Linked DNA regions of Mus musculus: all the other regions are linked to region 2. A link is a contact called in public HiCAR-type and promoter capture Hi-C data. All regions are on one chromosome and are shown on one strand. The core of a region is the stretch at or near the end of the contact, and the rest is flanking DNA. Distances in the headings are between cores, read along the strand shown. Region 1 holds the start of 1700041I07Rik (a long non-coding RNA gene). Region 2 holds the start of Hsph1 (heat shock 105kDa/110kDa protein 1). Region 3 holds the start of Rpl21 (ribosomal protein L21). Region 4 holds the start of Gtf3a (general transcription factor III A). Region 5 holds the start of Pan3 (PAN3 poly(A) specific ribonuclease subunit). Region 6 holds the start of Polr1d (polymerase (RNA) I polypeptide D). Region 7 holds the start of Flt3 (FMS-like tyrosine kinase 3).

The links. Promoter capture Hi-C pulls out the DNA fragments that hold promoters and counts their contacts. HiCAR-type assays count read pairs that join an accessible place to other places. Capture Hi-C pulls out chosen DNA fragments and counts their contacts.
Region 1: a contact with region 2 is called in a promoter capture Hi-C map of pre-B cells. The contact joins the promoter of 1700041I07Rik here to the promoter of Hsph1 in region 2. A contact is called at or near these places in 3 of 39 promoter capture datasets (hippocampal neurons, liver and pre-B cells), 1 of 115 datasets of contacts at active chromatin or transcription factors (astrocytes) and 1 of 9 other capture datasets (adipose tissue).
Region 3: a HiCAR-type map of astrocytes shows a contact between it and region 2, with 4 times the contacts expected there. The contact joins the promoter of Rpl21 here to the promoter of Hsph1 in region 2. A contact is called at or near these places in 3 of 39 promoter capture datasets (the 3T3-L1 cell line, hippocampal neurons and pre-B cells), 1 of 115 datasets of contacts at active chromatin or transcription factors (astrocytes) and 1 of 9 other capture datasets (adipose tissue).
Region 4: a contact with region 2 is called in a promoter capture Hi-C map of liver, with 3 times the contacts expected there. The contact joins the promoter of Gtf3a here to the promoter of Hsph1 in region 2. A contact is called at or near these places in 3 of 39 promoter capture datasets (liver, neutrophils and pre-B cells), 1 of 484 Hi-C or Micro-C datasets (pre-B cells) and 2 of 9 other capture datasets (adipose tissue and liver).
Region 5: a promoter capture Hi-C map of liver shows a contact between it and region 2, with 3 times the contacts expected there. The contact joins the promoter of Pan3 here to the promoter of Hsph1 in region 2. A contact is called at or near these places in 2 of 39 promoter capture datasets (erythroid cells and liver), 1 of 115 datasets of contacts at active chromatin or transcription factors (astrocytes) and 1 of 9 other capture datasets (liver).
Region 6: a promoter capture Hi-C map of pre-B cells shows a contact between it and region 2, with 3 times the contacts expected there. The contact joins the promoter of Polr1d here to the promoter of Hsph1 in region 2. A contact is called at or near these places in 3 of 39 promoter capture datasets (maxillary cranial neural crest, neutrophils and pre-B cells), 1 of 115 datasets of contacts at active chromatin or transcription factors (astrocytes) and 1 of 9 other capture datasets (liver).
Region 7: a contact with region 2 is called in a promoter capture Hi-C map of pre-B cells, with 5 times the contacts expected there. The contact joins the promoter of Flt3 here to the promoter of Hsph1 in region 2. A contact is called at or near these places in 2 of 39 promoter capture datasets (liver and pre-B cells).

Annotation. Positions count from the first base shown.
Region 1 is chr5:146,794,232-146,797,276 of GRCm38.p6, reverse strand. 1700041I07Rik (a long non-coding RNA gene) reads right to left here and starts at 1,452. Exons shown (of 2, transcript XR_377208.4): 1 at 1,155-1,452. It overlaps Usp12 (ubiquitin specific peptidase 12), which reads left to right and starts at 2,321. Exons shown (of 9, transcript NM_011669.3): 1 at 2,321-2,662. The coding sequence starts at 2,615.
Region 2 is chr5:149,634,857-149,637,733 of GRCm38.p6, reverse strand. It overlaps Hsph1 (heat shock 105kDa/110kDa protein 1), which reads left to right and starts at 1,419. Exons shown (of 18, transcript NM_013559.2): 1 at 1,419-1,764. The coding sequence starts at 1,658.
Region 3 is chr5:146,831,333-146,834,491 of GRCm38.p6, reverse strand. It overlaps Rpl21 (ribosomal protein L21), which reads right to left and starts at 1,602. Exons shown (of 6, transcript NM_019647.6): 1 at 1,321-1,602; 2 at 230-308; 3 at 1-44. The coding sequence starts at 296.
Region 4 is chr5:146,947,273-146,950,467 of GRCm38.p6, reverse strand. It overlaps Gtf3a (general transcription factor III A), which reads right to left and starts at 1,811. Exons shown (of 9, transcript NM_025652.3): 1 at 1,493-1,811. The coding sequence starts at 1,687.
Region 5 is chr5:147,428,417-147,431,471 of GRCm38.p6, reverse strand. Pan3 (PAN3 poly(A) specific ribonuclease subunit) reads right to left here and starts at 1,316. Exons shown (of 19, transcript NM_028291.5): 1 at 463-1,316. The coding sequence starts at 892.
Region 6 is chr5:147,075,940-147,078,914 of GRCm38.p6, reverse strand. Polr1d (polymerase (RNA) I polypeptide D) reads right to left here and starts at 1,569. Exons shown (of 3, transcript NM_181730.4): 1 at 1,222-1,569. The coding sequence starts at 1,247. Lnx2 (ligand of numb-protein X 2) reads left to right here and starts at 2,343. Exons shown (of 10, transcript NM_080795.4): 1 at 2,343-2,497.
Region 7 is chr5:147,398,953-147,402,171 of GRCm38.p6, reverse strand. Flt3 (FMS-like tyrosine kinase 3) reads left to right here and starts at 1,683. Exons shown (of 24, transcript NM_010229.2): 1 at 1,683-1,952. The coding sequence starts at 1,907. Gm26597 (predicted gene, 26597) reads right to left here and starts at 2,618. Exons shown (of 2, transcript NR_165432.1): 1 at 2,273-2,618; 2 at 253-1,385.

The sequences.
Region 1 (3,045 bases), core at 203-2,702, 2.8 Mb after region 2:
GCTCCACCCAGTGTGGAGATTTCCCTCCAGGCTGTCTTCAGATGAAGATATAGAACTCTCAGCTCCTTCTCCAGCACCATGTCTGCTTGCATGCTGCCATGCTTTTTATCATGATGACAATGGACTGAACCTCTGAAAGTATAAGCCAGGCCCAATTAAATGTTGTCCTTTATAAGAATGTTGCCTTGGTCATGGTGTCTCTTCAGAGCAATGGAAACCCTAAGACAATTTCCAACATAGACTTGAGTTAGAACTATGGCTATTTTGATTGACATCTACTATCTGAACAGCTAGACCACATTATTAATGCAACCAAAGAGGTTGACTCATTGGGAGAGGTAGGGAGAGACGTCAGATTTCAGGGACAGAGCCTGTGCTGTGTGTGTATAGACCCAGGCCCTGCACTCACTAGGGGTGCAATGATGAATGCTATACTTCTTCAATTAGAAAACAAGCCTGGCATGATGGATCTCTGGGGTTATTGGAAGGTTTACGCTTAGAGCATTCAAAGGGTTCCCAGCATCCATCTGGTCTCACAACCTTCTACAACTCCAGTTCCAGGAGGATCTGATGCCTTCTTCTGGCCTCCGCGGACACTGTACGCATGTGAGCAAGCAAAACACCCATACACATAAAGTAAAAATAATAAAGCTTAAAAATGAAACCTTATCCAGCAGACTACCTAGCCTATGACAGGAATTCTGAGGCGGCACACTGACAGCTGGAGGGTTTTATTTGCTCAACATTTTAATTAATTACTCATTGGCTTTTGCTAATTTCTTTTTGACAATTTCATACATGTGCTGTTTATTCTCTTTTATTTATTTTTGAGGCCAGGTCTCCCTGCATAGATCTGGCTGATCTGTAGATTTGCTATTTAGTCCAGGCTGCCCTTGAACTCACAGAGACTCACCTTTCTCTGTTTCCTATGCTGGGATTGTAGGTGCATGTCACAATTCCCTGTGACTGGCTTTTCATTCATTTATTTTTTTGGGGACAAGGACTCAAGTGATCCAGGCTGGTCTTGAACTCATTAAATAGCTGAGGATGACCTTACCATAGTAGGATTAGCACTTCAGCTGAGGATATGAAACCTCAGAACACCTACACAAACACTTCGCCAACTAAGCCATATGTCCAGCTCCCATCCTTACCTTTAAAATATAGATGTTGTACGACCATGCTCTATGCTTGTGGAGTCTAGAGTGGCGAGCAACGCGACAAACATTGCATAGATCTGAACTGGTGTAAACCAGAGTCCAAGCCCCTGCCGTGGTATCTACAGAAAAGCGGGAGGCCTAGCCACTACGAAGGTAGATACCTGGAGAATAAGCAGCTGCCAGAATACTTAGCTGTATTCAGTGGGTGTTCCCCTCCCCCAACGCTTACAATGGAATTGCTATGGAAACAGTATTCATGTACCAGAAATCTGTTTCTCGACTAAATTTTGTTCAAATTCTCGGTCTTTTGAATGCTTTGGACTATGAAGTGAGGCTTATCAGATTTTAGAGCTTTCGTCGGAATTTAGGCCCCAAGTTCCACAGACCCGGTGTGGTGGGGAGTTGGGTGGAAGGCAGAAAAGGTCCTACCCTCAGATCACCAATCAAAACAAATCACAGGCTTTTTAAAGTAGTAATTTATGAAGTTTTATGAATTTTCTGCCGGTAGAAAATAGGAAGCGTTCATCCACTAGCTAACACGGTCTATGTGCTCCTCACACATTGGCTTCGGCTTCTTACTTGGGACATACCACCCTGTTACAAATTCCAAGTTGGTATCCCACTGTTTTTCAGGATTGGCTCCCCTTCCTCTTCTCCCCCACTACTGCTAATTCATAGAGTTAAATCTTGTCTTTTTATCTAATTAGCCTTTTCTTAGGGAATTAGGCCCAGATGATTCACCCCAGAAAAACATCCAAGTGCTTGGGACTCTGGCGGGGTTGCCTTCCAACCCATCCAGTTTCCCAGATATGGTCTCCGTCTTCTGTTTCAACTGACTGTCAGTCGCTCTAAAGGCTGCTTGATGTCACAGACGCCGCAGAGCAAAGGCTCGATCCCCTAAAGACCCGCTCTTGCAAGCTAAGGTAGGTGCTTCACGTCGGCGCTAGGACCCATCTGCAGGAGGAACGCGGCACGGGTCTCGCCCCGCCCCAACGCGCACTGGGTGGAGCCGTCCTCCCCAAGCTCGCCCCCCCCCCGTGGGAGGGCGGGGCACCATGGGCGTGGCACAGCTGCGGTGGGCGTGGCGGCGCCGGAGGCGGGCGGGGCGGAAGGACGCTGCCCGGTCGTCGGGGCGGTAGGGCCTGCGCGGAGCTCTCTCCCCAGCGCGCTGGGCGGGGTGTGCTGTGAGCGGCTTCCCGGGCAGGCGCGGGCCCTGAGGCGGCGGCTGCGCCGTGCGCCGGGGCGGAGCCGGGGGCGGGCGGGCGGCCGGCGGGCGGGGGCTGGGCCGGAGGAAGCCTGAGCGCCCGCGGCGACGACGGCAGCGGCGGCCCAGCAGGCTAGAAGCGTGGGTCGGCGGCGGCTCCGGGTGCGGCCGCGGGCTGCGGAGCGAGCGGGCGGCCCGGCTCCCCGCGTCCCCCGCCCGCCGCGACTGTCTGGAAGATGGCGCCGGGCGGATGGAAATCCTAATGACAGTCTCCAAATTCGCCTCCATCTGTACCATGGTAGGTGCGGCGGCAGCGCGGCCCGGGGGGCCGGTCCCCGCCTTCGAGGCGCCGCCCGCGGGCCTGGTCGTGTGCGGGCGGACCGGGCGCGGGGCCGAGTGGCCGCGGGGAAGGCGTGCTGGACACGGCAGGCGGGGCCGGGACACTGGGGATAGGACCGACCGGGGCTCGGGGTTGGGTCCTGACCACGGGGTCGCAGTTGAGGACGGGGAGCTCTGGGTCTGGGCACCGGGGACTCGGGGACTGTGGCTGGGGACTAGGGCCTGGGGGCTCAGGGACGGGGTTGGGGGTAAGGGCTGCAGACTGGGGTTGGGGACTTGGGGACTCGAGGTGTGGACTGAGGTTGGAGGCTGGAGCCGGGACTTTAAACTGGGGACTGGTAC
Region 2 (2,877 bases), core at 170-2,669:
AAAACGCAGCTGCTCTGGGATAGCGTTGGTTCTTCTCCCATTTTAAATAGTTATGCTAGCAGGTGAAATAACTTAAGTGGCAAGCCGATCAATCACCACGAATAAAACTTACTCTGCAATTTGTATAGAAAGCTCCCATTTAAGCAACCCCACTTGTCCTACGGGAAGAGGCATACTTCAGGAGTTAGTTTTTAACCCTGGGCCCCAACTCTTCATTCAATTACACACTTATTTAGCAGCGCACGTTTTAATTGTGCATATTTCCATATTCTAGAGGGTACACACGGGGTTTTCAGGCAAACTTTGACGTTTTTTTTAACGGTACATAAGAATTGAAAGCAGGAGCCAGCAGCATCCACCTCTGCTTTCTCTTCATGGAACCTAAGCTTACTTTCCAAGGAAAGAAAATGAAAGGTTAGATTAAACAAGGAATAAACCATACACCCATTTATTAAACCATATTATTAGCCATTACATTAAATCATAACCTTATGGTTAGGAGTGGCAGGGTTAAACAAAGTCGGCTTAAACTAGTATCCAAAATATGCAAAACCCTGTCGGCAAAACACCAGCAGCTTCCCAAATTGCATAGCAATCAAAAGTTTTCATTTAAGAAGAAGAAGAAGAAGAAGAAGAAGAAGAAGAAGAAGAAGAAGAAGAAGAAGAAGAAGAAGAAGAAGAAGAAGAAGAAGAAGAAAACCCTTCTGTGTTTTATTCTGCAACAATCTTGCCAGCGGACAAATGTCTACAAAATATAAACCGCGTTTGCGGCTTATCCTGACGCCCCTAAATCGCAATCCATTAGCTGTTGAAAAAACAAGCAAGAACGGAACACAGAACAAAGCATACACCAGAGAAAGAGCGCGAATCGGCAGCAGCCAGCTGGGCCTCTTTTTACTGAGCCCTTAAGACAAAGCAGGATCGTGGCACGCACCACGGGCTGGACTACATATCCTAGCATGCAAAGCACCGAGGCCTCACCACTGGACTGCGTTTCCCAGCATGCAAGGCGCTAGGGTCTCCCGGCCAGACTACGCTTCCCGACATGCTCTCTGCCAACAGCAAGTTCGTGACCGGAGAGGCCTGGGGTCCCGGAGTAGTGTGTTCTTTCTCCGTCCTTTCAATAGTTTTTCGGCGTCGGGAGCCGGACACTGCCACCGGAGTCACCACTTAAGCGACAGAAGTTCCCGACCGGTTATTCACTGGAGTCAACTGGAACGAAAACTGCCCCTCAGGCTGGGGAGGGCGGGATGGAGGCCGGGCAAGCTCGGTCAGTTTTAGCCAATGGCGCCCGAGCAGCTGCCCTGTCACCATGGCAACTCAGGCCGCCCGCGGAGGGACCAGCAGTCCATTGGGTAGAATCTTTCTCGAAGGCTCGAGAAGAAGGAAGCGGAAGTGGCACGTGGAGGCGCCGGTGAGTAAAATGCTGCAGATTCTGGAAAGTTCTCCTCAGTAGGCTACATAAGGCTGAGCGATTGGGACCTCCCCTTTTGGATTGGTAGCTGAGCGGCGGCGGCTGCGTGAGAGAGGCGGGCGGCGGAGAGCGGTGGCAGAGACTGAGCGCAGTCTTGCAGGGTAAGCCGGAGGCATCTTCCCGACTGGTCGGGAGCAGGACGAGCACGCAGCGGACCCGAGGCGGAGGCGGACCGGGCCAGCCATGTCGGTGGTTGGGCTAGACGTAGGCTCACAGAGCTGCTACATTGCGGTGGCGCGGGCCGGGGGCATCGAGACCATCGCCAACGAGTTCAGCGACCGCTGCACCCCGTAAGTAGGAGCCTGGGTGGCCGGGGAGGGCTGGAGCTCGCTGCTTCCCGAGGGAGATGGTGGGTCCGGGGATTCCGGGAACCGTGACACCCCGCGACCACCTGGTCCCGCTGGCCTTCCAGGCTCGCCCCCGACTCCCCACTCAGCTTCTTCAAGCTGGCACCGGCTCCCACCTCAGCTAGGATCTCGGCAGAGCCTGGGCAACAGAGCCTTTTCCTCCGCATGGTGAATCTCCAAATGACCTAGAAGGTTCCAGAGCCTGTGCGCCGCTGCTTGCCTAGGGAGCGAGCGGACTGTTGTTAGCGACCACAGAAACACGCTATGGTGGAGGAATCCTCCGTCTCTGCGTCTCATCTACTCCTGATTTGTTAATATTGCCCTAGTGCCCCAATCGCCTTTTGGAAGCGTCCTTTTTAAAGCTCATTGTGAAAAACGTCCGTGAGAGTTTCCAGACCCAGAGTTCGTTTATTTTAACACCATTTAGAGTAAGCAGTACAAATTTAACATTGTTGTTGCTTAACACACTGCTGTGCAAAAAATTCAGTGGGGAAGATGGATTTTTTTGCTTCGGAATTAAATATTCTGCAGCAACGTGGGTGGGTAAACGGAAGCATGGTAAAAAGCAACTTTTTGAGGGGGTTAGTTTCTGAAGGTTACATATTAGAGGCAGTTAGACCTGCGTGTGCCTTCACCGACAACAGCTGTATGCTTTTTAAGGCAATCATTATAGGGCTTTTTCCCCCCATGTGCAAAGTCCAAGATAATAAATGTTAAACATCGAACCCAAAGGTAAAATCATTCCGACCTTATTAGAGGAACATTTATGAGTGAATAGGAGGAAGAAAGCCTTGCTAGGAACTTACTTTCTAAGCATGGGCTCCCTCTCTCACAAAGCCATGGTGCTCTGTGATTCGGCAATTAGTAGGAAGGCTGCCAGTCCTTCTTGCCCCCATCCTGTATGCTAAGCGCTTCTTCCTCTCTCTGCCTAAAAAGAGACAAAAGGTGTGTAGAGGAGAACAGGGAGAGCTGCTTGGGTAGCTGTGTTGCTGACCAGAATTTTTGACTGAGGTGGTTTTTTTACCCTTGGCCAAACTATGCGGTTGAAAATGGAGT
Region 3 (3,159 bases), core at 353-2,852, 2.8 Mb after region 2:
ACCCTTCTTGTAGATTCGCATGTATGTGGCCAAAGGAACAACGCCTGCAAAAGGAAAAAAAAAAAAAATCAAGACTTCTAGAACCACAGGTACACTTTCATGAGTATACCAGTTTCCAACCCAAGTCCACATTCGGCAGTTACATACACTGTAAAGGACAATGTCTCTGACAAGCAAAGCCAGACTAAGACATGCCACTTCTCCTCAGGCACAGACATAACAAACTTACCATGTTTCCTAAAAGGCCTAGAGAACATGTACCGGGTGCCTCTCCTCTTTCCCTTTGTGTTCGTCATTTTGGCGAGTTACTGAAACCAGAAAAGTTATCAGTCAAATAACAATTCACAGTTTATGTTATTAACTGTCCCAATAACCACACCCCCAAAAGTCATCTTGTCGCACAGGGCAGGCCCTCTCAACCTCAGCACCTCCGTCAACCTTCCAAATCACAGGAATTGAAAATGGGTGCCCACAATTCCTCTTAGCAAAAGAGGCCAAATTCTATCATTAGCACCATCAGACTGGATGCTAGAACTTAAGCCAATACATTGCAACCTGCAACTCCAGGGTAACTTGAAGACCACCAAACTCAGCCTCTTTGATGCTGTTTAATTCCATTTTACTACAGTAGCTTTCTATCAACAATCTCTTAATCGCACACCTGCACTTTCGAATGCTATTAGGAAGCATGCATAGAAAACCACATTCCAACTAAATTTAAATGCTAATTTAACACCATCTACGAACTTACCTACTACACATATTTAGAACCAGATCGTGTATTCCCACAAACCAACAAGGTTTGGATTACTCCAGTCATCCAGGGCAGAAATACCCGCCATTCCTAACCACAAGGGAAGCTCCAAAGCATGGTGTACTAGACATAACCCCTTGCCCTTGTAGTCTTAAGCAGCCTTAATGTTACCTTCCTTCCCCACGCTCGTCTTCTAGGGCCAAAATTCCTAAGTGTTTCATGTATCCAGAGGAAGGGTCCCCATTACATCATTACCAGGCTGACCCGGCGGGCACCCTCCTCGCCCGAGCCAATTCCAGGCTTCGGCACCCCGGCATCGTTAAGACCCAAGCAGAATCCTAAGTCCCAGCCCGACAGCACATGCTCAAGTCTGGGGTTGGGCGGACGCCCGGCAACCAAGACTGCGCCAGGCCCGGCTCCCCCGGATAGAAGCTCCCTAGCATACACCGCCCAGGGCAGTGACCTCCAGACGGTCTCCCCACGCCCCTAACACGCAGTCTCTGCGGCGTGGGCGCCACACGCAGCGTGTGTGGAGAACAAGACGAGAGAGCCACGCGCGTACCAACCTGGAAGATGGCTGCGGCGGCCGAAAGGAGGAGGGCGGGGCTGCGCGCTCTTACAAGGCCCGAGGGCTGCCCGCGAAGCTGCCTGAAGAGAAACGCCGGGCCCGCGAGGCTGGTCGAGAGAACCTCATCGTCCCGATAACCTGGAGACGCCGTGAGGACACGCTCCCCGGCGCAGATTAAAGGCAGCAGGCCAACAGAAACTCACTCAGGCATCCTGCTAGACATCCCGGAATGGGGCCCTCGCGGGCGTGGAGCCGGACGCGACTTCCGTAGCGTGCTGACGTTACCTTGCGTCGTGTGACGTAGGAGGCACCGCCTCTCTGGGTTGCCCAGCGTTTTGCGGTGTGGTACTTGTTAGTGTTAGTGTCTCCTGAGTTTCCAGGCCATCCTGAGCCACATAGGCGAGACCCTGTCTCAAACAAAACAAAACGCCTCACTTTGGTTTTCTTTCCTCTCATACCTGTAGCTCGAGCCTATCTAGAGACTAGCCTATCTTGTCTATTAATTGTACAAAATAATAGGTTTCATTTTGACATCTTAAGACAGGCGTGTGTGTAAAGTACTCTCATCATAGGCACCCCATTAGCCTTTTCCTTCCCTTCCTGTCTCCCTGGCTGTAGATAAGGGTGTTTAGTCAGTCATACTGGAAGCAGTATTCCTAATAATCTATGGGGATAACCGAATTGGATATTACGAGCGCTCGAATAATAGATGAGGACTTTGAGAGATGAACATTGTTATTTTTATAATAGCTATTCGGATCGTCATTCCACATATGCAGTAGTGCCCCACTTAAAATTGGAGACATTAATTTCTGTCCTTAGTATGCGTTCTTGGGAAGGTAATTCCCACCTTCAGCAAAACAAGAAACTAGCGTGCTGGTTCAGCCAGGAGGCTGGAGTGAGTGCACGTCTTAAGCTGAGATCTCTGCCAAGCCATGCTCACGGACAGCCTGCTGACCGGAGTCTTCTGCCTGCTTCCAAGCTTCATCCTTGAATATTTATGAACTCTGAAAACCACTGTATCCGGCTAATAAACCCCAATAATAAATTCGCTAAAATCCAGCGAGTGACATATCCAGCCAGGGTTAGGTTCTGCTGTTTGAAATCCCTACATGATGACCATTTAATTGGAAGGTTCTGTAATAAGACTGAAGCCCTAGCCGGGCGTGGTGGCGCAGGCCTTTAATCCCAGCACTTGGGAGGGCAGAGGCAGGCGGATTTCTGAGTTCGAGGCCAAGGCTGGTCTACAGAGTGAGTTCCAGGACAGCCAGGGCTATACAGAGAAACTCTCTTGAAAAACCAAAAAAAAAAAAAAAAAGAAAAAAAAAGACTGAAGCCCTATCTCAGTGTGTGAAAAACATAACTGATTTAATTAACCAGGAGTTTAATCCGAGGCTTCAATTATTGAGCAAACTTTAATATCTATGACCAAATTATGTACGGTTACTTATAATTAATTTTTATCTTGGTCATAACAAAATTTTATCCCCAAGGCAATTTTTGTTTGATTTTGAGATAGAGTCTCATTGTGTGGCTATGACTTATTTGGAACTCAGAGGAATCTGTCTCCCTCTGCTTTTTGAGATCTGCCTGCCTCTGCATTCTGGGTGCTGCGATTAAAGGTGGACACCATCATATCTGGCCTGATTTTTCTGTTCTTTAGCATATTACTTACTTTAGTTGATTTGGGTTGAGTGTAATCAAAATGATACTAGTGCTTGCCTAAGAGTTGAGAACATAAAGGTACTATACAAAAATTAACGCCAGGATTAAACATGTTCTTGCTCTGGGCCATTGTTTTAGACTTTACCAATCTTTACCTATTGCCTGTGATGTG
Region 4 (3,195 bases), core at 562-3,061, 2.7 Mb after region 2:
GAAGGGGGGCATGTTTGCACCACGGCATACACGTGGAGGTCAGAGGACATCTTCCCAGAGTGACTTCTTTCCTTCTACCCTGTGAGGTCCCTAGGTCGGGCTGCAAGTACCCCTCTCACTGAGCCATCTCCTCAGCTCTGTGCTGTTAAAAGTCTGACTTGTGGCAGGCAACACCTCAGATTTCCCTCCAGAGACGTGTCCATTCAGAAAGGTGCCTGCCAAACACAGGCACTGTAGAACCAAGTTCCACATCAAAAACACCCCATCGTCCCACAAGTCACCGTGGCACACAGGCTATTGTTCTATGGATGTCCAGCATCTGATAGGCAGGTTAGCCTGCTCCTATGGGGTGCAGGCTTCCCCAGCAAACCCCTTTTCAAGGTGGCTTTGAACCCAGATAGCCTGTCTGCCCAGATCTCTGCTACAGCATCATTTTACAGCAAAGAGGCAGAGGAAAGGTTGCATCTCATCGCAGGTGACCTGTGTCCATACTAAGAGATAGCAGGCACAGAGACAGTTAAATGTGTCACAACAGCTGAAAAAGCTCACAGGTGCAAAGGCAACCGAAGGAAACAGCTCCCAGCCCCAAACACAATCTCCAAGTGGGACCCTGGAGGTGGGGAAGGGGATGCTGTCATGAATCCACAGTAAAGCTATATCATATCCTAACATCCAGTTCTGTGTTTCCCAACTATGGAAATAATCTGAAATACAGGAAAGGTGGCATCAAGCCTTCAATCACAGCCAGTGGACAGGAAGACACAAGTGAGCCACACTGCTCAGCACGGCGTCAAAGAACCTTGTTCAGATCCAGTCCCAGGGCAGGACCCGTACTAATCAAATTATTGTCGAGTTTGGAACAATAAACACAACTTCAAAGCCACGTGTGGTGGTGCACACCTTTAATACTAGCACTCTGGAGGCAGAGGCAAGTGGATCTTTGAGTTCGAGGCCAGTCAGGTCTACAGAGTGAGTTCAGAGTGAGTTACACAGAGAAACCCCGTCTCAAAAAAACAATGATAATAATGATGATGGTGATGAACCACAACTTTTAAGTGTCCACTAGAAAGCAAGCTCTGCCTCGGACACAGGGACAAAGAAAGGCCAAAATGTGGGAACAGAATGGTCAAAGAGAAACAGGGATAAAGTTACAAAGTATGTTATGAGGGACAACAGTGGGTTGGTAAGTCTGTCAAGAGATAGACCAGGGTACAACCAAATATAAGAACCAGGGTAAAGGGCCAAGCAGGAAGGCTTTTCCTGACCACCTTTACCCACAGCCTTAGTACCCGACCAAAGCCCGCCTGCAATTAAAAGGGTGCACACTTGTTGCTTGCAGGAAATCCTGACATCCTAGAATTCGGTCTTTGCAGAGCGCCTGCCCTGCCCTGCCCTGCCCTGCCCTGCCCTGCCCTGCCCTGCCCTGCCCCAGCCAAGCCCAGGACGCAGCCCCTGCGCCAGGCCCTGCCGTGCACACGGGCGGCCAGGTTACCTCCCCCGTGTGTTTGCATAGGTGCGCGTCTAGCTTCCAGGCTTTGTTGTAACTGGCGCTGCAGTCGGGAAAGGAGCAGATGAACCTGCTGGGCAGCGCGGGGCGCGGCGGCGCGGGGCCCTCACAGGCCCCGACGAACGCATCCGCGATGGTCAGCGACGACACCGCTTCCGCGACTGACACCCGCGGCTCCAGGGCGACACGATCGGGCCCGGGCTGACGCGGGGCAGCCACGTGCCGTCCCCGGGAACGCGGGACGCAAGCCACTGGCGCCCGGAGACTTTGAACTTCCGGGAACGCGGCCCGCTAAGGCTCCAGGCCCCGCCCCTTAGCCCCCCCCCCACGCGCGCCACGACTGCGCATGCTCCCAGAGGCCGTAGAGCCCGGTTGCACATGCGCATCCAGGACTCGTCCACGGCGAGAGGCAGCCAGGCTCTGGGCTCTGGTTTCGCGGCTTAGGGAAACGGAAGCGCTGCTTAAACGTCCCAAATATCAACCTGACATGACTTAAGGTGGCCTGTTTTTCACATTCCAGTTTTGCCCTCTGCATCCTGCCACTAGCCTCAGGACATGGTGAATCCCAAGCTTGTCTGCTCCTTCGAGTCACGTGGAATTTTTTTTCAAAATTCCGAAGCCCAGAACTTAACCAGGACCAATTAAACCTTAATTTCTGACAGCAATTGTGCTGGTGTTTTGTCAACTTTCCTTTTGTATCACTGAGTCCTCTAGTGTTTGACGCTGTTTTCAGTTGTGGGATTTCCTCTTTCCCTTATCTTGATTTAATCTCCGTAATGGCAGAGACTGGAAAATACCCTATTCGAATCCTCCCTGGCAAAGTGTAGTGCATCAATGAAGGGCAGAACCGATCTTTCTGCTAGTTGGATGACGACAACCATGGGAAATCTTAAAGCTTGTTTGTTTGTTTGTTTGTTTGTTTGGTTTTGGTTTTTCGAGACAGGGTTTCTCTGTATAGCCCTGGCTGACCTGGACTTCACTTTGTAGACCAGGCTGGCCTCGAACTCAGAAATCCGCCTGCCTCTGCCTCCCGAGTGCTGGGATTAAAGGCGTGCGCCACCACACCCAGCTTTTTTTTTTTTTTTTTTTTTTTTTTAATGAATATCTTTACTGAAGAAGGTTAAAATGTACTTTATTCCAGTCAAACTAATCTACAAGAAAAAGGATTGAATGGAGGGCGGTCTCAACACTGTTGACAGGTCATTCTCTGTGCGGCCCTGTTGGGATCTCATGCTCACGGCCCCCTCTGCTCCTTGTAGTCATGCCCCATGCGCATGTGCAGATTGCTGGCCGGCTCTTCCTTCCTTCCAGTCCCTCTTCCCCTTTCTCACTCTCTTGTCTGCTCTACCCCATCAGCGGACACTCTTCTTTCAGCTCCAGTCTTCTGTCTCTCCTTTTCCCTGAAGATGAGCTTCTAGAAGATTCTGAGATCCCACCCCTGTGACCATTGTTTTCCAAGGATTTTGGTCTCAGTCAAGCAGCCTGGACTTCTTCATCTTCTTTTTCTCCTCCTGCTTGATAACCCTGGTTAGACAATATGGGACCCAGCCAGGATTCAGGTTCTTTCCAGACCCTAACATACCAGTTTCGGGAATGGGGAGTGTGTTTGGGGGAGGGGGGCAGATTGTGAGTCATGAACATGGACAGAACTAGCCCAGTAGTGGTAGTGCATGGCTTTAACCCCACAC
Region 5 (3,055 bases), core at 67-2,566, 2.2 Mb after region 2:
AAGGAGTTCCCAGCCGGCAACTTTCGGCAGCCCGCGCTCCACGCGAGCACGCACCGACACATGTGCTCGCAGACCCAGCCCCTTTCCACGCACACGCGCGCGCGCGCGCACACACACACACACACACACACACACAAACCCGGAAGCGACACCCCCTTGCTTCCACTCCGCAGCCCATCCCCCCTGCTCCCCGCACCCCACTCCCAGCGCCCCCCACCCCACCCCAATTACACCACGACCGTCCGTCCACCCACGCTCCCGGGAACCCGCCTCCCCTAGCTCCGGGGTTTGCCCCGAGCGGCGGAGCCCAGAGAGGAAACAGGAAGAAGGAAGGAGGGCTGCGCAGGGCCTAGGCCTCTCCTGCGGCCCGGAGGTGAGGGGAAGCGGGCAGGCTCAGGCCTCCTCCCCGCGCCCGGACCGCACCAACCCCGCACCGCACCACCCCGCCCGGGCCTCACTTACTCGCCACCCGCGGGCCATCGAGTCCGCCGCCCGCGGTCGCCGCCCCCGGGACGCCCAGCTCCGGCTTCTTGGGCCCCGCGGGCGGCCCCGCTCCCCCGCCCGGGAGCGCTCCCGGAGGAAAGGCGGCCCCGGCCGCGGCCGCTAGCGCCAGCGGGACGCTGTTGCTATGGAGGCCAAGCCCCGGGGCCGCGCCGGCGGCTGGGTCCTCGTGCAGGAACTGACACTCCTCGCCGTAGAAGCACGTCTTGTCCTTGGCGTAGTAGCGGCAGTACTTGAGCTTCACGCCCGCCGCCGCCGCCGGCCCGCCGGGGACGCCCCCGACGCCCGACGAGGCCGCCACCGCCACCGCCACGGCCGCCGCCAGCGAGGACGACGACGGCGAGGCAGCGGCCGAGGGCGGCGGGAGGCCACCGCCGCCGCCACTGTTCATGGCCACGCCGCAGCCGCGTCCCCCGCCGCCACCATAGACGAGGGCGGGAAGGAGCCGCCGCCGGAGCCGGATGGAAGCCGGGCGGGCGGGTTGGGCCCCGCTGAGGGAGCCGGAGCCGCCCGGGGAGGGGGAAGGGCGGGCGGGCGGCGAGCAGGGATTCTCCCTCTCCCTCTCCGCTGTCCTTAAAGGGGCCGCGCGGGACGCCGCGGTGGGCGCGCGGCCGGGGCTGCGGGGAGAAACGACCCTGAGGCGGCGGCGACCGGAAGCTGTGGGGCAAAGGCACGGCGGGAGGGAGCCGCCGGTTTGTTTTTAAACTCTTGCCCTCCGCTCGCTCGTCGGCTCGCGCTCCGGGTCCTCCCGACTTGTTTATGCCATTTTCCTCTTCCTGAGACGCTCGCCGCCTCTGCGCCTGCGCGAGTGGCGCGGGGCCTTGTGGGTAGGAGGCCTGGCCCGGGGGTGGGGGACCGCAGGCGTGGCCCCCACGGGGCGTCCGCGAGCTGACCGGAGGCGGTTGCTTCAGCCCGAGCCCTCGGAGGGAGGCCTTCCCCACGGCGGCGGCGCCGAGGCTCTCACGAGACCCGGTGGTAGTCCGCTTGGAGGGGAAAACACAAAATGACAGTCCGTCTCAGGTCCTTGGAAGGGGACGCAGCCCAACCTCGCTCCCCGGAGAGGAGAGTTTGCTTCCGTTTGTCACGTTTCCTCTCCCTTTCCCTGTGCTCCGCCACCCCTCTAGCCTTTGTTTTTTTTTTTTTGTTTTTTTTTTTTAAATCCTCCCCCTCGAAGGTGATGGACTACTGGCCAGATAGCCTTAGCTTCTGGGCTCTTTGTCAAAAGATGGAGCCAGAACCCTGGATGCCACCAAACCCCTGCTTAGAGCAGCACCTGTTTCCTCCGCTTTGATGGCCCTCGGGATTTTTTTCTCTCAAAGGTGCCACCTGGGACAGTGCTACCTTGGCAGCACGGGAAGACCCAATTCCAAATGTGCTGGAATGTTTTCCTACTCTGCATTCGAAATTCACTTTTTAAAAAAAAGTTTTCCCCTCATTGATTTCCAATTTGCTCCCCCCACCACCACCTTTTTTTAAAGGGGAGAGGCGTGAAGACAATTGAACCGCAGTGAAGTGAAAAATTGATATTAGGGTTTTAGAAATCTTCTCTAAAAGATTTTCTCAAAAGACAAATCCCTGTTATGAAAAGGACGGGTGTGGGCAGCATTTAAGGAATCGTGGCAGCCTGACGAAGTCACAAAAGAATATATAAAGTTTCACACTGCCAAAAGGGTGAGGTTGAGATGCATGCTATATAGATCCCAATCTGGTAAGCCTAGTGATGCTGCCCAGGGAAATTCTAAGCTGCTATCTCTGCGTGGACGCAGTGTTCACTCATTTAAATATCCAACAGGTATTTGTTAATGTTAATTACATGTTCCCAAGGAGCTGGGGATGCAAAAGTTAACCAGATGCAGTCGGACCTGAATTCAGAGGGCTTATTTATCCTCCGGCTAATGAGGCATAAGATGTGAATTAGTGTCTAGTGTTAACATCAGCTGTTAGAGGGGATTTAAAGAGTTGAACTCCTACTGAGAACTGTTGGGGAGTGGGGAGAGTGTTTACAGCATCCTTGAATTCAGACCTGCCTTTGGAACCTGCTTGCTTCTCTGTGTCTCCTTTGTACATTTGAGATTAAGTAAGTATCCACTTCATAATGAGCGAAGTGGTTCATAAAAATGTCCCGTGTTTGGGAAGAATTCAATCTAGCACTTGCTTTTTATTGCTGCTAGGTGTGTAGAGAAAGAGCATTCTAGCCGAAGCTAACAGCTTGTGAAGGAGGTCTCCAGGTGAATGGGGGTAGGGTTTTAGTAGTGTAATGATATCACACAGCTGAGCAGAGTTCGCAGAAGTGCTTTTCAGGCAGTATTAAGGGATTGGACTTTTTCTTGAAGGCAATTAGAAACTATCACAAGGTTCCAAAATGCTAAGTAGCAACATTCACATTTCCTTTAAGAAGAAAAGGGATCCCCGGGCTGGTGAGATGGCTCAGTGGGTAAGAGCACCCGACTGCTCTTCCGAAGGTCCAGAGTTCAAATCCCAGCAACCACATGGTGGCTCACAACCATCTGTAACAAGATCTGACGCCCTCTTCTGGAGTGTCTGAAGACAGCTA
Region 6 (2,975 bases), core at 320-2,819, 2.6 Mb after region 2:
GGGACTAGAATGTGGGCTCCTTTTTGCTTGCCTTTTTAGCTTTATAGTCCTTTATGCTGGCCTCAAACTTGACAAGCACATGCTGGCAGACATTCAAGAGCTCATTCAGGCCTTTCTGAAACGGCTCAACAGCTGGAAGGGCACCCCGGGTCTGAATTCGCAAATTAATTTTGCTCTCTGAAGGATGGGTCGTAGTGTAACCACAAAATTCCACTTCCGGGTTCTTCATGATTATGTACCGCAGACAGTTTCCTAGTGTATGGTCCTCCTCGTGCAGGACAAATGTCACACACTGTCTATCTGTTCCAGCTGCCTGGACCATTTCCAGGGCTGTCTTCCTCTCGCCTTCAGCCATTGAGGTCTTCAATCCTGATATTTTTCTACACACATATTTTTTTTGTAAGAATAAGATCACATGGAATATCGTTTTCTGATTAACTTTTTATGATTCACTGCCTCATTCTCCTGCCTCCACACTTCTAGCCATAGATATTTAACTCCAGTTTTTCCCTACTTCATTTGACTCCAGCAAAGAGGGGGAGGGGTGTCATCTCAGAAAAAAAAAAAAACCCCACCAAGTTAAATGTTTGCAAAATCTTTCTTGGGATAGAGCAAAAGAAAGGGGCAGAGTTACAATAGGGTAGGCCCTGCTGCAAGATGAAAAGGGAGTTGACAGGTATAAAAAACACGATTACTTTAGCATAAAAATGGCAACCACAAGTTATCAGGGTGGCAGGCTCAGTTACGGCTCCCATTTGAAAGAGGTAAGGAAACTACTAAGTTAAAGGAAGTGAAAAGTTTAATAGGAGGGAGAATTTGGTGGACAGAGAGAATTTACGAGCAGTCTGCACAGAGCGGAGTTGCAGTAACTTTAGCCAACTTAAACACGCCAGGCCCGCCACTCGGGACGGCTGGCCCGGTGCGTGACCTTACAACGAGGCAGTTCTAATGGGGGTGGTGGCAGTTTGGGACTTACAGCATGATTCCCAACTTCTCTCCCCTCCCGGATGGCTAGCATCCCTCTGGGCTTTTCTGTTACAAATAAACCCACGGCTCCTCCCTCTTCCCAACCCGGCCCGCTCTACTCTCTCTCCTTCCTTCCCCAGCGCCTGGGGTCAGGCCTAGCCGCCACGCCGGGCCGCAGTCGGCCGCGTGCCCCTTCGCCACCCGCTTCGCTGGCCCGACCCGCCGCCCCACTCCACTCTTCCCCTCCACCCTTACCTCTCCAGCTCCTGATCGTCTTCCATCGCGGGAGGTGGGGGTGGCGGCTCCAGGAAATCCTCAGGTGGCGCTGGCGAAATGGAAGCTCTTCCCCATGTCGCGAAAGGTGCGGGACAAGGCAGGAAGGAAGAAACCACCGACGGAAGAAGCGGATGACGGAAGGAGGGGGGCGGAGCCGCAGCGGCGCGGCAGGGCCCTCTGTGGGCGGGGCTAAACCGGGTCCCGCCCCCGACCACGCCCAGGCGCGGGCAGGACGGTTCACCTGGAACTGCGGAAGCTAAGCCAGCTGCCGGGCACAGCCAGCCGGTCCCCAAGTGCCACTGAAGAGCATAGGCTCTCACCTGTCGCCCCGAGACACCTGCTATTTAAAAAGAGTCAGAGTCGGATCTCTGGCCTGCTAGGCTCTCCAGGAACCCGACTGCCCCAGGGCTGGCTATTCCCAGGACTTGAGTCCTCAGGGGCCTTTCATGGGGCACCTTGAAAAAGCAGAGAGACTGTTGTGCAGAGATGACTCTCCTGACGATACTGTGGGTTTTAAAAATTTTTCTCCCTGGGGTGCAAATGTACATCTCCACTAGGTGCAAGGGCTGCGATGGTCTTTCTTTTGCGAGAGAAGTGAGAGTTTGGAGCACCGCCCTCCTTCCTCGGGAGCTCACGCTGTGGGACTGGCAGCTCCTTTTCCCTTTGATCCCAAGGAACCGCCCTTCTTCTCAGGTGCATCCTCCCAGCTCCCACCTGACCCTGGCCAGGCTGGGTCCCCGCCCCACCCAGCTGTCCCCTCGCCCTGCACACCTACACGTCAGCCGCCCCCCGCCACCTGTTCTCCCTCAGCCTGGTCCCGCAGCCCTCCCCTCCCTTCAGCTGTCCCACGCCCGGCGCGGCGCTCCAGGGGTGCACGCAGACACTTCCCGAGCGTTTTCTCTGTGTGTCTGAGAGGGAGAATCCGGCCGGGAGCGATGGCGGAGGGCGGAACGCGCTCACTCTAACACGGGGGTGATGAGCAGGGCCGACTCGGCCCCTCGAACTCCTTGATTGGTCGAGAGGCTCCGAGCCCGCTCTTAGTCCCGCCTTTGTCCGCCGTTGATTGGCTCAGGTGCGTGTCGGGTTGGGCCTCTGCGCTCGCCCCCTAGGGGAAAGGCAGCAGGGGCGGTTGAGAAGTAAAGTCTTGGCCGGACTTTGCTTCTCGCCAGGAAATCGGCGGCGGCGAGTCCCAGCGGAGCGGAGCCGGGCGGCGTCCTCGTCAGCGCTCCCGCGGGGAGCCCGCCGCTTTCCCTCAGTGAGTTACTTCGCCTCAGGTGCGGGCGGTGACGGGGTGTGGCGTCAGGGTAGGGGGGACCATCTGGGGGACCGCTGGGGGCCGCGTGCTGTCTGGCCCGGCCCGGTGCGGGTGCGGGTTCCAGGAACCCCGATGCAGGTCTGCGCGCCTCTCGCTTTTCAAGACATGGAGGTTTGGGAACGAGTTCTTGCACTTTGCGTCTGCACGTTGTCTGGAGCCAGAGTGGCGCTAGCTAGTTGCCCTCTGGTTTTGTTTCCTGGAAGGGATGAGCAGAGAGGCACCCTCCTCCTTGCCCCAGCCTGTTGCGGGGGAATTCTCACCTTTCTCTTCAGATTTGACATGTTTGGGAGCGTGGGGGGTATAATTTCCAAAATATGAGTCCCGATTTGGAAGCATTTGCGCACAAAGCACCTCTTGGGAAAGACATCGCTGGCTTTTCAAAGCTTTCTGCCACGTTTCACGCAAGGACTTTTTAATG
Region 7 (3,219 bases), core at 434-2,933, 2.2 Mb after region 2:
TGTAGACCAGGCTGGCCTTGAACTCAGAAATCCGCCTGCCTCTGCCTCCCCAGTGCTGGGATTAAAGGTGTGCGCCACCACGCCCGGCCCTTTTTTTTAAGATAGGGTCTTGCTATGTAGCCCAGGCTGACTAATGCTCTACCTGCCTCCGCCTCATGGCATTATGGGTGTATAGCAACAAACCCAGCTCTAGAAATTTTTTTAAGTCAATTATTGTAATTGCAAATGTACCAGGACTGGAAGATCTTAGCGTTGGTGTCTTCTCTTTCCATTTTATTAAAGGGGAAAGCCTAAAAGCAAACTAAGCAAACAAAAACCTGGTTTGAAGAAGTGATCTCCCAAGTGAAGGCTGGCCTCTGAGAACTGTCCTGGGATGGGCTGGACCTAAGCTTTGTCTTCTGGTTCCAGATGAATAACCGATAACCACAGATACACATCTCAGCAGCCTGAGCACCACATGTCTCGGAGAGTGAACTCTCCACACCTGGAAGGTTTTGGGTCTGTGTTTCTTTTTCTTTCCCTTTTTCTTTTTCTTCTTCTTTTTCTTTTACTTTTTTTCTTGCTGATGATATAACCCCGGGCCTTGCAAGAGCTAAGCTAGCAATCTACCGGTGAGCTACATCTCTAGCCCCACAAAGCTATCAGATGATTAAAAAAAAAAAAAGATCCATGAATAGGCTGGAGAGGTAGCTGTGTGGGAATTGCCCTCCCTATTAAAGATGAAATGTGCTGCTTTACATATGTATATTTCTCCGTCTGGCCGCTGATCAGTGGACAGTCTCACTGTGGTGTGCAGGAATGTTGGAATGTTTCTTCATGCTCCTGTTGCAATTCCAGAAGTGGAATCCATGCGTCGGGCACCTGACCTTAAAATGCCTAAAGCACCAAGCCCATGTCATTTTCCACAGTGGCTGCCCGGAGGACGTCACTTTGAAGTTTCCCCTAGCGGGAAGGCTGATAGTGCTGTGGACTGAGTGGAGGAGAAACAGTGTTGTTAGTGTGCTTGTATGCTCTCAGGGGTCATGCCTGAAGAGAAAAACGATGAAAAGAATGAGGAGCGGAGGACTGCTGTGATGGAGCGATATTACTGACGTCATTATGGGGAGAGAACTAGGACACAGAGGACAAATGGCTCAGGAGGGTTCCTTCATGGGGAAGCCAGGGCTGCTATCCTGTGCTTTCAATATTCAGCTTGATGCACGGGAAATAATTGTTACCTAGAGACACTATGAGACTAAAAGCCAGAACTAGGAGGTGACAACTCCAAACATCCTTTGAGGTGCACGGTCTAATTTGTTTGGGTGTCTGTTTAACCTCTCTAATTTATTGACCTTGAAACCGCGTCTGCTTTTCTGGGTCGGAGGTGGATGGGAATCTTGGACATCCTATAAGAAAGGACAGGGAGACAAAGAAAATCAGTCCACAATGCAGATCTACCAGATGTGGAATAAAACTCACGGGGTTACCAGTGTATGGCACCGATTCAGTGCCCATCACGGGACATCAAAGATCCCCGCGCATGAAGAAGGAGGTCTGTGTGTCACCACTCTTCTCACCCTTAGGAGTTTAAAGCAGAGGTCCGGGGACTCAACCACGGAGTCCAGGCAACTTCCCCAGCCGAACCGCACCCAGTCTCCCCTGCCGCAGTCCCGGTGCCAGGAGCGCAGGCTGGGGACCACGGCGGGCACGTGGGATCGGCTGCAGCACTGCGCCAGTTCAGCCCGCCTAGCAGCGAGCGGCCGCGGCCTCTGGAGAGAGGTTCCTCCCCCTCTGCTCTGCACCAGTCCGAGGGAATCTGTGGTCAGTGACGCGCATCCTTCAGCGAGCCACCTGCAGCCCGGGGCGCGCCGCTGGGACCGCATCACAGGCTGGGCCGGCGGCCTGGCTACCGCGCGCTCCGGAGGCCATGCGGGCGTTGGCGCAGCGCAGCGACCGGCGGCTGCTGCTGCTTGGTAAGGCCCCTCACCCCCTCTGCACCCCGGCCGAGCGCGCATCACTCCCTCATACCCACCGCGCGCTCCCCTCGCCGCCGCATCACTCCCCTCTTTCACGTCCCCCCTTTCAAGCGGTGAACTTGGCTTTGGTTTGCCCACCCCTGCCCTCACCCTCCTCCGCAGCGCTCCTCTGCAGCTCAGTCCCCAGGCCACCGCGCCTGGGCTTGGGCTTGGATGCTCCGTCAGCCTCTGAGAGTCTTCTTCAGCAGCGCAGGTGGCCCGAGACTCCCTGACCCGACCTCTGGGTACTATAGATTCTCGAGCCGGTGCGTTCTCACCTCTTTGAGATGTAGGCTGACAGAGCAAACTAATGGGAAAACTGCGAGCATCCTCTGCTAGAGCGGTCATCCCTGCTAACGACCCCCACCTGTACCAATTTTCGCTTCACTCAGTGGCTAGTTACTTTGGAAATACTATGCAAAACAGATTTATAAATTTAAAAACTAGCTACCCTTCCCCTCTCCATACTTTTCTTATTTTAGGATTAAACCCTAGTGACACTTTCAAGGACTCCTAGGACTACTCTCCCAAGTTGCCTGTTCGGGTAGAAGCATAGCTGTGATTGAAAATAGTAACTAACTATAGGGGGGAAAGTCCCCATTCTGCCCAGTTCTAATCGGTCTCGCGTCAGCTTTCTGTTTGGGAAGACAAGGGGGTTGGATTGAGTTGGAGTTGGAGACAGTTCTAGAAGTCGGGGGTGGGGGTGGGGGGAGATCAGGCCCTGCCCTAGTTTTGCAGCCTTCTGAGGCACTCCTGGCTTGGCCTCAGTCTGCCCAGTGGCCTATTTCCCCTTCATTTCCAACATTTAGGATTCTGGCTTGAACCTTCCGTGACAAATAGAGAAAACATTTTGCAACATTAAATGAGCAGAAACGGTTTCCAATTACTTTAAAAAAAAAGATGATAAAATTAAAAAATGTAGGCTATAAAGGAAAAGGATGGGGAGAACGCTGTACCTTTCTTAAGCGAGTTGATGCACAGGGACATCTCAAACGCATGGCGTGGCGTGCTTTTCTTTTCAGGCTCTATTAATGCAAAATGGTTAGCTTTGGCTGTGTATGAGATTAGATTAGTGACTTTCCCATAGCAGAGATGATTTTTCTAAAGGGCTAAAGGGTTCTAGGGAAGTAACTCAGAATCAGAGTAGGACTTGCAGCCATGCTCAAACCGCACTGAACTCCTTCGTAGGAAATGTCTTAGTCCCTCTCCAGATTCAAAGCGCAAC